2 separate regions of the Capra hircus genome follow, and region 1 is linked to region 2. A link is a contact called in public Hi-C data. All regions are on one chromosome and are shown on one strand. Each heading gives the region's core, a stretch centred on a gene start, on an enhancer-like site or on the middle of the called end of the contact. The rest is flanking DNA. Distances are from core to core; before and after follow the strand shown.

Region 1 (5,244 bases), core at 2,066-4,565, 49 kb after region 2:
TCCATGTGGGGGCTGGAAGCTCATCCTCCAGGGCTCATCCATCACTCGGGGACAGGGGGAGCCCTGTGCCTCCTCATGGCCAAGCCCCCTGTCTCCCATGGGATGCTCATTCTCAGCCCCTGAGAGGACGAGTGGAGGGGGCTGAGGGTGCATAGACTGAACGGGGTAGAGGAGGAGGGCCAAAGCCAAGGGCTTCCGTGACCCCAGAAATAGCCCAGCGAGAGCTGAGAGCGGGGAGCCGTCCAGACTCCCCCACTCCTGCTGCCTGAAGACAGAGCATTTCGGCGTCATCCCCTGACCTCAGACTGGCCAGAAGGCCTGAGACTCAGCCACATACACTGAGACGATGTTATTCTGGCCTTTAGGTGACTTTTAGCGCTCACCTCGTTCACACATGAACTCAGCAAGCATCTGCTGGGCAGTGGCAATGAGGACTGGCCCCCAGCTCAGGGAATCCCCACAAGCTCTTTCAGTGCATTTTAAAGAAGCACTAGGTAGGTGCAGGCGGCTTATCAGTATTGCCTGAACCACACATCCAACCCTGCAGAAAGTTCCCCTTGACTCTCCTTCCAACCTTGGGGCCTTTGCTCTGGCTGATGCCCTCATATCTCCCCTGTGAATTCTGCCTGAAATACCGCCTCCCCCAGAAAGCTGTCATCTCCCTCTCTTGCTCATCCTGCCCCGGGTAGGGCACTGAGTGCCACACAAGTGCAGAAGCTGCATAGGGTAGTGGTTCAGAAAGGGGAATAGAGGCAGGGCTGGGGTCAGTTTCCTGTGCGTCCCTTTATATTGGGTTGGCCCAAAATTTCTTTTGGATTTTTCCATGTTATGAAATACCCAACTGAATTTTTTGGCCAATCCAACAGTACCTGCGAGCAAGGACAGCCCCCACTTGAATCCTTAAACACTCATGTCCCTGCTTCACCCCCAGATGTCAAGCCTAAGACACTGCTTTCCTGTCAGAAGGGTTTGTTTTTCATCATCTCTCTTCCTCTGAGCTCAGAGAATGAAGGTATCACTGAAGACACTGCAGTGAGAGAGGGGGCCCTGTTCTTACCAGGGCTGCTCTTCCTCTAAGGAGGCCAGCTCACTTGGGCCCCGCCTCCAGCAGGGGAGTGGGGCAGTGAGAGGAGCCCTCTCCTGGGAGCTGGAAGGCAGGGGCCTCATGGCTGGCAGGGGGCAGGGGTGAGGATGGCAAAGCAGGGGCAGTGAGATTGTGTGGGCCACACGGTAGTACAGGAGACACTTTCGCTGGAAATGCAAACTGTCTGAAGCAGAATTCTGGGCTGAGTGTCCTAAGAGCCAGGTTGAAAAGGGTGATGGGATGAGTTACATAGGAGGGCACGGGGCTGACAACAGAGGCAGAGGGCTGCACGGGGCTTCCGTCGAACATGGTAGAGACCCAGCAGAGCCGTTGTTGCTGTTCAGCCGCTCAGTCTGTTCGGCTCTTTGTGAGCCCGTGGACTGCAGCACGCCAGGCCTCCCTGTCCTTCACCATCTCGTGGAGTTTTCTCAAACTCATGTCCACTGCATCAGTGATGCCATCCAGCCATCTCATCCTCTGTCGTCCCCTTCTCCTCCTGCCCTCAATCTTTCCCAGCTTCAGGGCCTTTTCTAATGAGCTGCCTCTTTGCATCAGGTGGCCAAAGTATTGGAGCTTCGGCATCAGTCCTTCCAATGAATATTCAGGGTTGATTTCCTTGCAGTCCAATGGACTCTCAAGAGTCTTCTTCAGCACCACAGTTCGAAAGTCTCTGGGAAATCTTGGTGATGATTTCCCTGAGTGGTCTGGAGTTGAGAAAGGCCTTGGGGTTTACTGAGTATTGAGTTTAATGCATTGGGCTGTGATCCAATGAGGAGGAGAACCAAGCATTACCCCTGTTCAACAGGCTCTTATTTCAGTGCAGTGATAGACAGTGTATCAACCTAAGATGACAATAGGAACAAGTGCTCAGAAGAGACAGAGGGAGAGCCAGGCAAAGATGCTGCACACAGGGGATCAGCATGTGCAGAGGCCCTGGCGCAGGGGGAACATGGTATATAAGAGGAACTGGTGAGTGGCCAAATGACTGTGGGCAAAGAACCAGGATAAGAGTCGAGAAGTGAAGCAGGAGGGATGGAGGTGATGGGGCAGGGCCTAGGGTGGTGGCAGTGAGAGGTGGATGGGTAGACTGGGGAGGTGCATAAAAGAAGGTGATGGAGGGAGGGGTGTGCATAACCTGGTAGGTGGTGGTGCCTTTGCTGAGAAGGGAGTGCTGGAGGAGGAGCAGGTTTGTAGGGTGAAGAGCCCGGTTTCGGACACTCTGAGGTGTCTGTGGGATGTGAGGTCCAAAGGGAGGTGAGGACCAGTAGGCTGCAGGCCCTGGCCTCTGGGAGGGGTCTGGGCAGGATGTAGTCATGTTGTGGGTGAGGGACAGGGTGTAGAGAGTTGGCTGTGCTGGGCCTAGAGCGGCTCTAACTGTAAATGGGTCGCCTGAGGCAGGAGATGCATGTGTGAGAAGGAAGTGTAACCGCTGGCAAAGTGTCGGTTCTGGCAGAGTCCTGACCTCTCCACCCCCTACCAAGGCAAGTGGGGTGACCATGCCACCACCCCGCCTTCCTCTGGTGAGAAGCAGAAAGCGTCACCATTTGCCAGCTGTGTAGCCACTGTCAGTTTCTTCACCTCTCTGACCTTTGTTTTTCTCATCTGTGAAATGGGGCTAATGATGGTGCCCTCCCTGCCTGGCAGAGTTGCCAGCGTTAAATAATGAGGCCAGCATTGGAATGCACATCAGCAGCACCTGGAAGCTTGTTGAAACAGTGCGCTGGGCCCTGCCTCTGAGCTTTGGCTCCCGGAGGACAGCAGTGGAGCCGGAGAAGCTGTGCTTCTGAGGACTGCCAGGTGCTGCTGCTGGTCAGTTTCCTGAGTCCCCGTGGGAGGAGGGAGCCCCTTATGAAGCCTGCCTTGCAAGGACGGTGAGGAGGTTCTGGCGGGTGGAGTCGGTGGAGTCTTCAGCACACGTGGTGCTTGCTAGTGGTAAAGAACTTGCCTGTTGACGCAGGAGACAAAACAGAACGCGGGTTTGATCAGGAAGTGAGTTGCCATTTGATCCAGGAAGACCCCCTGGAGGAGGGCATAGCAATCCAGTCCAGGATTCTTGCCTGGAGAATCCCGTGGACAGAGGAGACTGGCGGGCTACAGTCCATAGCGTTGAAAAGAGTCATACACGACTGAAGCGACATAGCACGCGCGCTCACAGGCACGCAGGCGGGGGTGGGCAGAGCTGTATCGCTGGGTGTCATGTGGTCATATGGCCACCAGGGGGCAGGCACGCTGCTCTGCACAGGGATGCAGCCAGTGACAGGACGCCTCACCTGGCAAGGTTTGGCGTGTGTGTGTGCGCGCGCGCGTGCGTGTCGCTCAGCCATGTCTGACTCTTTGTGAACCCATGGACCTGTCAGGCTCTTCTGTCCATGGAATTCTCCAGGCAAGAATACTGGAGTGAGTTGCCATTCCCTTCTCCAGGGGATCTTCCTGACCCAGGGATCGAGCCCAGGTCTCCTGAATTGCAGGCAGATTCTTTACCCTCTGAGCCACCATCAGCCTCACTGGCTCTGGCTCCTCGGGTGGCCTGGTGAGCAAGGAGCGGCAGCGTATTTTTGCCTCCTTGGGTAAGGGGCCATGGTCAGGGGCAGAGAATTTTACCCTTGAGAGCAGACAAGCCTCGCTTCAGAGCCAGTCTGCAGCCCCGCACACCGTCTCTGCGCACTTGGAGACTCGGCGCCCATCAGCCCACAGGGATGAGGGGGTGACAGGAGGGGAGCCCACTGTATGGGAGCTGCTTCAGGGGTAGGCCTCCAACCCAAAGGCGAATTCAGTGGGCATTTCTGATAAGAGGGGGGTGCATGTGGTAAACTCTTAGGTGGGGCATTTGGGAGGTACAGCTGAGATCAGGTTCAGGGGCTTGGGGGACCCCCAGGACTGGTCAGGGTGTGCAGATGTGGGCTCAGAGGAGGGTGGCATAATGACAGCAACCCTTGCAAAGCATCTACTTTGCACCAGGTCTTAAGAGACCTTTATACATATAAATTCATTTAATCCTCACAACCATTTTGCTTGTGATATCATTATCCCCATTTTACAGATGGGAAAATTGAGACATAGAGAGGCTAGGTCATTTGTCTAAGGTCATACAGAGACTGTGTGGCGCAGCTTGGAATGAACCCAGGCATCTGGCTCCAGGGTCTGCTTCTAATGCACATGGGAGTCAAGGGCAGGAAGCTCTAGCCAGCTTCCTCACCTGGGATTCCAAGCCACCTCCCTCCTCTGCCAGGAGGGGGAGCTCGCCCCTCAGAGAGGCCTCTGTGGGAGAGCGGATGAGTTGGGAGAGGCACTTTCCCATCAGTCCTGTTCTGAACAAGGTGCGCCTCACCCATCAGCAGCAGACAGGAGTGGGTCCTGAGTGAGCTCCCACATCTTAGCTCAGACCTCACCTCTGTTCATCTCTCTGGGTGACAGCCTCCTTGGCAGGACTGCCAGATAAAATATAGACCGTCCCATTAAGCTTCAGATAACAAATATTTTTAAAATGTAAGTATGTTCTAAATTTTACATGGGGCATGTTTATATTCAAAAAGCTTTTGTTGTCTATCTGAAATGTGAACTTAACTGGGTGTCCTGTGTGTTTATTTACGCCACCTGGCAACCCTACCCTCGGGCATCTCCTTCCACGCTTCCCATGCTTAGCCCGCTCCTTCCCTTTGCTTCCTCCTTGGTGTCCTCCTGGAGAGGGCAGCTCCCGAATGTCTGCTTCAGACTGATGCCTCCTACCGTGTTTTCTCAAGCACCCCCAGCTCAGTGCTCCCCAGAGTAACTCCCCATATTCTCTCCTGGGCCCTCTCAGAGGTGTCACCACTATCCACTCAGCCACCAAGCCAGGGACCAGGGAGCCCCTCAGCTTCTCGCTGTACTCAACTGTACATCCCGTTCTTCCTGCCCGAAGGCCCCCACATCTCTCCCCTTCAGCACCTCTGCCCTGCTTGTCACCCTCTTCCCCTATAGCCTCCCTTCATCTCCCTCCAAGACGTCCTCAGGCCCCATGCTAAGTCTGAACCCCCCCCCCACCCTCTCCTGCTTCAGTTCATCTGGAGGAGGGGCTCCAGGGAGAGAGGGAGGGCCTGAAGATGTGCAGAAGCCAAGAGCATTGGTGGGGGGAGGGGGGGCGGTATTGGGCATTGATTGCTTTGTAATTTCCAAAGAGAGCA
Region 2 (5,290 bases), core at 422-2,921:
CTGTGCTGTTGACTGAAACTCTTGGAAGACCTTTGCCCCAGAGCTGGAGCAGATGGACTTCACTTTGGGCTTGGAGACTGGAGCTTGCAGGGTTTTTCATCAGTTTTGCCCTTGGCTGTGTGCAGGGAGACTGAGTTACTTAGCCTCATGGTCCATTATCATCTTTGAGTAAGGCCTCTTCCTTCATTTTGAATTAATGAATTTCTTCTTATCCCATTGTTGTTGTTCAGTTGTTGTGTCCAGCTGCTTGAGACACCATGGACTGCAGCACACCAGGCTTCCTTGTCCTTCACTATCTCCCAGAGCTTGCTCAAACTCATGTCCATCGAGTCAGTGATGCCATCCAACCATCTCATCCTCTGTCACCCTCTTTTTCTGCCCTCAATCTTTCCCGGCCTCAGGGTCTTTCCCAATGAGTTGGGTTTTCACATCAGGTGGCCAAAGTTTTGGGCTTCCCCTTCAGCATCAGTCCTTCAGTGAATATTCAGAGTTGATTTCCTTTAGGAATCCTTGATCTCCTTGCTGTCTAAGGCACTTATCCCATAGTTCCCGCCTGTTCTCCTATCCACTATAGGTAAGCACTCTAATGTGCTTAATGCATATCTTTTTATTTGTATGTGTTCTTGCATGTGTTTTGTGTGAATATATTTTTTTAACTCAGAAAATAATTTGTTTTTCTTAAGTGTAAGGGGAAACTTAGAAGCATACATTATCAGGACTTTAATCCAAATGTTGAATAAGCGTATCATTCTAAATTCAGGGCCTGGGCAATGTGAAAATGAAAAATACTTTGAGGGATAAAAATATATTGTGAATAACACATGAATTTACATTTCCACTTAGGTGTACTATTCCAAAGTCAATTGATATAATTTTGGTACATTTGAACTAGTACAGAATTATTGAGAGTAACCACTGTAATACCTTTCAACTATAAGAAGTATGGGAAATTGCAAAATAAAAATAATTTAACATAGGAGAACTATCATATGATCATGCTGGTCTACAAAGTGAGCATACAAATTTTGGTTGAAAAATGTTCCCCTAGTACCCTAAAAATAAGCAGAGTCTTTGAAATCTTTTACACATTGATAGCAGATAGTCATGTTCATTTTATTAATACCAGAGGCAATAGTACAATGCTAAAAATAAGCACCCACCTATACTTGTATCATGAATGTACGGAAATGGTATTCTGTTATAAAATCTCATCTGCTTTCCTACTTTTTTCACTGAACACTTTTGATTTTAAGATCCACGTTGCTGAGTCTGCCTACAGTGCATCAGCCACGTGTTACTCATTCACGCCCCCGCTGGAGGACTCTCAGGCCGCCCCTCCCTTCTCCATCATGGGCACAGGAACAGAATTTCTGGGTCATAGGACTGAGATGGAGGTTTTAGTCTGGAAACCTACAAGCACACCAGTGCCAAAACCCCTTCCCTGTGCCTGGAGGAGACGTTTCGGAAGTCTGAAGAGACACGCCGCCTCCCATCCTCCCTGCACCACTAGGCTGAACTCCTAAAACTACAGGATTTGGGGTAGGAATGCCAGAGTTGAGGAGCAGCCATTCTCCCCCTCTCTGCTCTCAGAGACAACATCGCGGGGTCCAGCTGAGAGGCCCAGCATCACCAAAGAATTTGCTGGCAAGTCCTGAATGCTGAGTTGGCCCCGCCTGCACAGCTCTGGATAGGGGGACAGCCAGCCCTCACCCCAAGGCTGGGAAGTGACTGGGGCCGGGTCTCCACAGGCAGAAGACTTGAGCAGGGACACTCTGGGGTCAGGTGACTCCCTCGCACCTGCCCATGGCCCCAGGCGATCCTCTGGGGGGGCAGCTTCACTAACTGTTGGACTGCAGTCGAGAGGCTCAGGCTTCTCACACTAAAAAACACTCAGAAACCCTCAGATTGACTCTGACACAAAGCTCTTCCAGCCATAAGATGGGGGCGAGGGGGCTCTTGCTGATTTTCACTGCCCCACACCGCCAGCCTTCAGGGGGCGCTGTTCCTCCAACATCAGAGATTCTGAGCAAGAACCAAGGGCAGCTCCCAAGTGACAGCTCAGCGGTGCCTCACACGGATGGTAAAGACCCTGCGATAAAGGCCTGGGGAGAATGAAGGGAAACTGGATCAGGCAGAAACACGGCAGCTCCTTTGGGCGTGTACCTGGGCTCCCTGCTGCCTTGCTCCAATAGCACCACCTGCTCCTCCTTGCTGGAGGAGACCCTCCAAAATGCAGACCGAGAGAGGCTGAGCCCTCCCTCCACACTGCCTGGCCCTGCACTTCTGTTTCCTGCCTCCTCACCTCCTAGCAGGAAAGCAGGGACCTTCCCTGGTAGGACCTGAAGATGGCCTTCTCCAGAAAGACACAGCCACAACTTCTGTGAATGACACACGCAGTGAGCGGTGGAAGGACAGTGTTGGGGAGGACTTTTCTTTGCCCTCTGGACCTTTGTCCCATGGGCATGACCCTCAGTTAAGGAGAGCCTGGGGCAGGCCAGTGAGCTTGGGGCTGGGAGTGTGGGGAGACGAGTGTAAGCACCTCTGGGGCAACCTAGGGCAGGGGCGGGTGACAGACTTAGGAAATAAGCATGGTCCCTGCCTGGAGAAAGGGCACTCACTATGAGGGTAACACCCATTCATGCCACAACTATTCTCGGAGCACCTCTTAGATGTCAGGCACTGGGCGAGTTGCAGCAAGAGCTGTGTGGTTCCAATGGTCTGGAGCCGATATTGGCGAGTAGAGACAAATAGTATATTTATGCGTGTGTGCATAGTTATGTCCGACTCTTTGCAACCCCATTGACTGTAGCCTGCCAGGCTTCTCTGTCTATGGGATTTCCCAGGCAAGAATACTGGAGTGGGTTGCCATTTCCTCCTCCAGGGGATCTTCCCCACCCAGGGACCGAACCTACGTCTCTTTCGTCTCCTGCACTGGCAGGCGGATTCTTTACTCCCCTGGTGGCTCAGACGGTAAAGCGTCTGTCTACAATGAGGGAGACCCGTGCTCAATCCTTGGGTTGGGAAGATCCCCTGGAGAAGGAAATGGCAATCCGCTCCAGTACTATTGCCTGGAAAATCCCATGGACAGAGGAGCCTGGCAGGCTACGGTCCATGGGGTCGCTTCCGTCTCCTGCATTGACAGGCGGATTCTTTACCGCTGAGTCACCTGGGAAGCTCAAGGAAGCCACTATGTAACTCTAAATAGCAATATGAACAATGAAGGAAATCGGGAAGGTGCTGAGACAGAGAATAATGGGGAGGAAGGAGACATGCTGATCAAGAAAGGCGGCACCCAGGCTGAAGCAGGGATTATGGAGGTCTCCCTCTGCCCAACACCCCTTTCCTTCCCTCCTGCAGCCCTCTCCTTTCCCTCCTCTACTCTTGATCCACAAGGCTCTGGGAAAGGACATGTGACCCAGATCCAGCCAATCACGGCAGCACATCCCACACTGGCCACAGTGATTGGTTCATAGATGGGCACATGACCCCAATCCGGCAAAGGAAAGTCAGGCTGGAACTTTGACTGGACTCTTGAATAAGAAGCTGTCTCTTCTTTGTTTGAGGATATTAAAACAAGGATATAAGCCTTGAGCAGCCATGACATGGAAAGAGTGTGCCTGGGAGCACAGCCAACTTCAAGGAAAGCAGAGATGAGAATTTCTCCAGAGAGAGAGAGAGAGAGAGAGAGAGAGAGAGAGCTTTCGATCAAGCCCTAAGGCCATTTTTGGAATCTGCAGGAGGGAAGAGGAAAAGAAACATCAGCGTTCCCCTAAACTGTCTTCAGAATCGTCTTCATCAGTCTTCTGCTGCCCTCACTTCCATATGGAGCCGAAGGCGGGTGTTGGGCAGCCATTCGTGGTCTGTTTGGAGCCCCTTTTGGCAAGCACAAGTAGTTCCCTGAAGTCTCTTCTTGTCTTCACCTTTGGACAGCAATCAGGACTCTGCGGGAGCGGAAAAGCCCCGTCTTTAACATCTTGTTATATGCGTATTGTTGGCTGATTCCTATAAATAAGGAAAACGAAGCTCAGAGACGTTGAGTAACTTTCCAAGAATACAGAGCTAAAGTTGAGCCCCAGTTTGTCTGGCTTCAAATCTTCCTACCTCTTTCTACTATCCCAACCTAACGGGTGTCATGGCTGGGCAGGCAGATGGCTCCTAGTGTTGGGCTCTAGGCAACTTGAGCTGGGATTCAGGGCCAGGACTCCAGCTCTGGCAGGCTGTGGGCAGGGCGGTCCCACATCCAGAGTGACATTTATCTGGAAAGTGTGGCTCAGGGTCTAGGCTTACAGTAATGGATTGAGTGCCCACTGTGTGTTATTGTGCTTCATCCAGATACGAAACTGACGACAGCCAGAGCTGATGATACCTGCGGCTGGATGCCTTCTTGTCCTCCTTTCCTGAGTCAGGACTGACCCCTGGGATGGGGTGAGGCTGAGGCTGGCCAGCAGGGAACCCCAGCTGTTAGGAGCAGAGAAAGACAGTGTCAGAAGCCAGACCCATACACCTTTCTCCCACATCCATCCATCCGGGACCGGGGCCAGCCTCCTCACGTCTCTCTGGAGTCCTCCCCTGCCCCTCTGCCTCCAGCCTCTCCCCTCACCCCTGTTCCCCAGAGCTGTCCCTCTGCCTCCAGCCTCTCCCCTCACCCCTGTTCCCCAGAGCTGCCATTGTTTGCCTGATCATTCATGTCTTGCTGCCAAACGAAGGTCCAAAAACATGTTTTGTAACAGCAACCCTTATCTGTAGAGGATCTTTGAAACTTCAGGGCCTGGCATTTACAGTGGGCTTCCTGAGCTATTTTTAGCTGTGTTTCTCCTTTCTTTCAGATGTGTATCCTGCATGTGTGTCAAACTGTGTGCGTCACACATTGGCTCAGGCAATTTCTTCCATCCCTGCCTCCCCTCTCCATTGTTAGTAAGGCAGTTCATTCATTCAGTCCATCCACCTTTTGTTCAACAGGTATTCCAGGCATCTTGCTCTGCACCCACCATTCCAGGCAGCTTCGCAGACCATATCTCTGACAGCTCACCCCTGCTTCTTCCCCTGCTGCATTCAACTGCAAACCCTTCAAGGGCAGGGGCTGTGTCTTGCCTGTTTTGCAGTCCCTCAGTGTCCTGCCTGTGGCAGGGGTTAATAAATGTGTACCACTTGAATGGGACAAACACAGGCTCTGGTGGGAAAGCACTAGAAACACTGGCTTGAGAGGCTAGAGGTTAGTCTCAGCTCTGCCACTTACTAGTGTGGCTCATGGAGAATTACTGTCCTTCTCTGGGCCTCAGGATGCCCACCT

The links. Hi-C and Micro-C count contacts between places; a contact is called where the count stands out from the background.
Region 1: a Hi-C map of blood shows a contact between it and region 2, with 3 times the contacts expected there. The contact joins two enhancer-like sites. A contact is called at or near these places in 2 of 5 Hi-C or Micro-C datasets (both in blood).

Annotation. Positions count from the first base shown.
Region 1 is chr21:31,713,231-31,718,474 of ARS1.2, forward strand. All of the region lies in intron 3 of PSTPIP1 (proline-serine-threonine phosphatase-interacting protein 1), which reads left to right. Among named protein-coding and RNA genes, the nearest start is that of PSTPIP1, 31 kb to the left of the region's middle. Within about 2 kb of position 3,316, at least 3 of the 5 cell types and tissues checked have an H3K27ac peak or open chromatin away from gene starts, as enhancers often do.
Region 2 is chr21:31,665,755-31,671,044 of ARS1.2, forward strand. No RefSeq gene overlaps it. Among named protein-coding and RNA genes, the nearest start is that of PSTPIP1, 17 kb to the right of the region's middle. Within about 2 kb of position 1,672, at least 2 of the 5 cell types and tissues checked have an H3K27ac peak or open chromatin away from gene starts, as enhancers often do.